Linked DNA regions of Oryctolagus cuniculus: region 2 is linked to region 1. The links are chromatin contacts, called in public Micro-C maps. All regions are on one chromosome and are shown on one strand. Each heading gives the region's core, a stretch centred on a gene start, on an enhancer-like site or on the middle of the called end of the contact. The rest is flanking DNA. Distances are from core to core; before and after follow the strand shown.

The links. A called contact is a pair of places that touch in the nucleus more often than the background predicts.
Region 2: a contact with region 1 is called in a Micro-C map of ear pinna, with 7 times the contacts expected there. The contact joins the promoter of ENTPD6 here to the promoter of APMAP in region 1. A contact is called at or near these places in 3 of 6 Hi-C or Micro-C datasets (ear pinna, psoas muscle and an unstated tissue).

What each region holds. Positions count from the first base shown.
Region 1 is chr11:49,424,860-49,427,559 of mOryCun1.1, forward strand. It overlaps APMAP (adipocyte plasma membrane associated protein), which reads right to left and starts at 1,439. Exons shown (of 9, transcript XM_002721540.5): 1 at 1,263-1,439. The coding sequence starts at 1,354.
Region 2 is chr11:49,593,937-49,596,636 of mOryCun1.1, forward strand. ENTPD6 (ectonucleoside triphosphate diphosphohydrolase 6) reads left to right here and starts at 1,291. Exons shown (of 15, transcript XR_011380029.1): 1 at 1,291-1,459.

The DNA.
Region 1 (2,700 bases), core at 189-2,688:
CAGGACAGGTGATGCAGCTGCTTCCTGATCCGACCCAGGAAGCCGACCACCAGGACTTCTCCCCAGTCGCCCTCCTGGAGCCAGGATGCTCCTCTGCTATGGTTCTCTCTCAAAATGTGTGCCTCCACCACCAGACGAACAAACCCAGTCCATGCAACATCGGCCTCTCCTCTCAGCACACTGCTGATGACTAACATATCTATCACATTTCCATCAGCATATAAATCAGTCAGCGCCACCCCTGAGCTTGGCCAGGGAGGTCTCTAGGTCCTCTCTCAAAATTCAAAGTTATGGGGGCCGGCGCTGTGACACAGCGGGTTAAGCCACCGTCTGCGGCATCAGCATCCCATATGGGCACCAGTTCGAGTCCTGGCTGCTCCACTTCTGATCCAGCTCCCAGCTAATGCACCTGGGAAAGCAGTGGAGGATGGGATGGCTCAAGTGCTTGGGCCCCTACAACCTTGTAGGAAACCAGGAAGAAGCTCCTGGCTCCTGGCTCCTGGCCTCGGCCTGGCCCAGCACTGGCTGTTGCGGCCATTTGGGGAGCAAACCAGCGGATGGGAGAGCTATCGCTCTAAATCTGTCTTTCAAATAAATTAAAAAGAAACTTAAAAAGAAATTCAAAACTATAAAGTTCAGAACCCAAACCTGGAAAGCGAATTGGAAGTATCTCATATTGAAAGCTATGTTTAAGGAGCACGTTTCAATTTTTAGCTAACAAAACCGGGCACTAAAATCCTGAAACAGCGAGGGTGGGCACAAAGGCCAGAACCCCGAAACCTCACAGACGAGGGCACCCAGTCAGAAAACACCTGCAAGGCTTGACTTCAACATCACTTCTGTTTTCCGAAGTGGGGACCGGGGGCCGAGAGCATAAGAGCAGGTGCGGCAGCCAGCTCTCCGAAGGGCCACGAGAGGAGACGGGGCCCAGCATCTGCTCCTAGAAGGAGGTCGGGCAAGGACGCGGCCACCCGGCTACCCTCGGCTGGGACCGGGTGGACCAGCAGGAAGGGCAGCGCGCAGGGGCGCCCACAGCCAGGGAGAGGCGAGGCAGCGGACGCCCTGGGGTGCCGGGCACGAGGGGTCGGGAGCGGCGCCGGCGGCCCCAGGACCCGGCAGATGCACCCTGGCTGTCCTGGCCGGTGTCCTCCACTGCAAAGCGAGTTATCCGAGAGCGCTCTCGCTGCGCACCTGACACCCTACCTCCCCTGGTACTGGGGTCGCTGTCATCCCCCCACCCTCAGGCCCCGCCTCCAGCACACCTGCCGTCCTTAGCTTCCGGGGCCTGGCCATCGTCGGTGACCACCTGCGGCCGCAGGGGCCTGCGCTGCCGCAGCCCGTCCGCCTCGCTCATGTTGGCAGGACACACCAATTCAGCCCGCAGCCGCCTCTGGAAATGAGCAGCGCGGGCTCGGACTCCCGCCCCGCCCCGCCCCACGGCGCCCGGAAATGACGTATGATCGAGGAAGGCCAATCCGCAGCGTCGTCCCCGCCCCTTTCGGGCGGGCTCTAGAGAACCAGCTCGCGCCTTCTGGTATCCCGGGCGCTGAGGCCGTTCCAGAGCGAGTGCGGGCACCGCTGCGGTGCCGCTCCGTCTCGGCCTGAGGGGTCCAGAACGCGGCTGGCTGTCCCTGCACCTGCGCTCACCGCCTCATTCTGACGGCGAGACCCGCATGATCGCTTCACGGCGCGGTGCGGATTCTGTTAGCGGAGAGAAGCGGCGGGAACATGTTTCCCTGTGGTGGGGGACGCGGCAAGGCTGGGGCTTAGGGTTTTTGGGGGAAGGTTACTACGGACGTCAGGGAAAGTTTATGAAAGGTAAGTAGAGGCAGAACCGGCCAAGACCAGTGTTGTAGGGAGCCCGCAACAAGGGTCTTTGCCGGTGCCGGGAGAGCACGGCGGGCAGACCGCAGCCCAGGTCCCTGCCTCCCTCCCTCAGCAAAGCTAGGCCAATGGCAGAAAGCCGGTGTCTGCGAAGCCAGCAACCCACAGGAGCCCCGGACCGGCTGCTCCACTTCCAACGCAGCTCCCCAGTGTGGAGAGAGAGAGCTTCCACCCACTGGCTCACTCCCCAGATGACCACAGGGCAGGGGCTCCGGGCAACAGCAGGTGAACTTGGCTGCGCCACAACGCCGACTTCTGGAAGTTGATTCTGAACGCTGCATTTTGACTGTCTTTCCCGGAGATGGTTCCTAGTGCCAGTAGCAACCGGTCTTGGTTTCTTCTGCCCAAAATCTGAGACCTGCACCTCTTCCAGTCGCTTCCAGCAAATGCTCTTCACAAGATTAAGTTTTTCCTTTTTTTTTTTTTTTTTTTTTTTTGACAGGCAGAGGGGACAGTGAGAGAGAGAGACAAAGGTCTTCCTTTGCCGTTGGTTCACCCTCCAATGGCCGCCGCGGCCAGCGGGCTGCGGCCAGCGCACCGCCCTGATCCGAAGCCAGGAGCCAGGTACTCATCCTGGTCTCCCATGGGGTACAGGGCCCAAGGACTTGGGCCATCCTCCACTGCACTCCCTGGCCACAGCAGAGAGCTGGCCTGGAAGAGGGGCAACTGGGACAGAATCCGGCGCCCCGACAGGGACTAGAACCCGGTGTACCGGCGCCGCAAGGCGGAGGATTAGCCTAGCGAGCCGCGGCGCCTGCCTTAAAGCAATTATTACATTAAAAATTGTACTGAGTTAAGCCGGCGCCGTGGTTCACT
Region 2 (2,700 bases), core at 41-2,540, 170 kb after region 1:
GAAAAGACAGACACATTATTGCTACACCCTCTAGGTAGCATCCAAACTCCCACAGCACACACGGGAGGCAGCAAAGCCCGTGATGGCCACGTGTGCAGCCCCAGCCTTGGCCAGGGAGGTGAGCCAGGTTCGTGTGCACGTAGCTGTATCCTAAGTGACCCTGTACAAGTGTGGCCTCTGGACATCTCATTCATCAGACAGCTCCTCCAGTACCCTGGGAACCTTACAAAAGGCAGCCACAAACAGTTACAAGCTGGTATCACAGAGATTCTGTACCCTGACCACAGCGAAACCAAGTGAGAACTCACTAATTAAAAGGTTAACTTTAAACGTAACTCACAAATCAAACACCACATTTCTAAGTAGCACGTGGGAAAGACAGACCTCACAATAATGGGATTAGAAACTGTTTTAGGCTGACAATACCAAAAGAGCAAAACTGTGCTGCATAAAATGGCACTTAGACGGGAATGGTAGGAAAGAAGGTAGGCAGGCAGGTGTATGGCACAGTGGTTAAGGCAGCACTGTTTGCACACATCCCACATCAGAGTGCTTGATGCAGTCCCCGCTCTGTTCCCACTCCAGCTTCCTGCTAACGCGCACCCTGGGAGGCAGCAGGGGATGGCCTACATTCTTGAGTGGCTGCCACCCACCTGGGAGACCTGGCATGAGTTCCTGGCTTCCGCCTGGTCCAGCCTTGGCTATTGCAAGCATTTGTGGAGTGAACCAGTAGCACATGGGGACTGGCACAGTGGCGGCGCTGTGACATACTAGGTTAAGCATCTGCCTGCAGCACTGGCATCCCATGTGGATGCCAGTTCGAGTCCTGGCTGCTCCTCTTCCTATCCAGCTCCCTGCTGATGGCCTGGGAAAGCAGTGGAGGACGGCCCAGGTGCTTGGACACCTGCCACCCACTTGGGAGACCCAGATGAAACTCCTGGCTCCTGCCTGGCCCAGCAGATGCAAGATCTCTCTCCTTCTAACTCTGCCTTTCAAATAAATAAAATAAATCTTGAAAAAAAAAAAAAAAAAGGTGGGGGAAACTTGTTCACACATCATGTAAAGAAATTCCACAAGGCTGTGAAGGTTAAGGCTGTGGTCATCCAAGCTAGGCATGACCAGGGCTGGGCCCCTGGGGAATCTCTGATACAGAACTCCTAGCGTTTAGACGCCCATGCAGCCCAGAAGGCGACAAATACCAACGCCTCCAGCGCCAAGGGCCGCCCGCTAAGCGCGCCTGCGCAGTCGGGCCCGCTACGCCCGCCACTGCGCCTGCGCCGCCGGACCCGCGAAGCCCCGCCTCTCTGGTGACGCGACCGCGCGCGTGGGCGGGACCGAGCTCCCGGGCTCTGCGGGTCTCTGAGGCCGCGGTGACGCCGGCGGGGACCGGAGAACCGGCGTCGCGTCTGTGGGCCGCCTGCTGCCGGGGCGCCGCGGACTTGCGTGGGTGGAGCACACGGTAAGCTCCCGCGGGTGGGCCTCTCTCGGGCCTGCAGTCGGGACCGCCACGGACGCGCCGGAGATGCGCGGGGCGCGAGGCCCGCGCGGCCGGGCAGGTCCCCGGCGCCGAGCGACAGCTCCCGGGGCTTGCACCCCGCCGCCCACGCCTGCTGCCTTCCAGTCCCGGCTCCGCTGGTCCTGGCTGGGCGCCGGGGCTCGGCGTGGCGCCCGCCCTTGCGGAGTTCATTCATTCTGCCTGCGGCCGGGGGGCTGGGCCTGCAGGCCCCTCCCCTCCCGGCCGGGGAACCAGGCTGGATGGGCAGCACTGGAGCTACGGGCATGGTTAGCCCCAGCGGGGAGGCCTTGAGACCGGCATTGCCGGCCTGGACTGAGCTTGCGGGGGCCAGGGTCCGGGTTTTGTCGTAAATGCAGCTGTGCAGGTTGTGGGGTGGGGGGGCACAGCTGGAGTTGCAGGGTGGGCAGGTGGGTACGGCCCGCTCACCCTGGGTAACAGTCACCAGGGTGATTGGTCACTAAGACGCTCCCTTCGGGCACCGTTTTCCAGGGTGGTCACGCATCCCACGTGGTCCACGGGGGAGCAGGTGGGGAATGTGATGGCCAGGGCCTCCCTGCCACCCACTCTGCAGAGCTGCTGAGCAGGCCAGAAAGGGTGTGGTGGTGTCCTTCTGGAAAAACACAGCAGACGTGGCCGCTCTTGCGGCCCCTGGGAAGGGCCAGTCGGCCCGGGCCACGTGTCTGTCCCAGGTGGTGCTGGGGAAGAAGCCAAGCCGAGGCCTGGAGGTGCCCTCTCCTGCCACCCTGCTGTGATAGGCACACAGCAGGTGGCTGGCAGGGCTGAGTCATGAGTGGACTGGGTCAGGAAGCCGGGGGATGTCCATTTTAACTTTCCAGGAGCGTGCCTGGTGGATTATTGAGGAGCTCTAACCCTGGAGGTGTGGCCCAGGTCTGTGGTCCTCCTGACCCTGGCATGCAACTGAACACTTGGAAGAAACTGGCTGGCAGACCAGGCAGGCTCCAGTGCACGCTGCATCGGGCTTGTGTTCCTGAGGGCCTGCCTGGGGACAGGGGACAGCTTCGCTGCTGCCTTGGGCTCACAGAGCCCAAGGCTCTGTTTACCTCCAACACCCTCTTTCCTGGCCTGGCTGCACTTCCTTTCAGCCCTGCCTTCGCTGTCCTTGAGCAGACCAAAGATCTGGCGCCCTCTACAGGTGTCTTAGCCATGGACAGACACCTTAACCT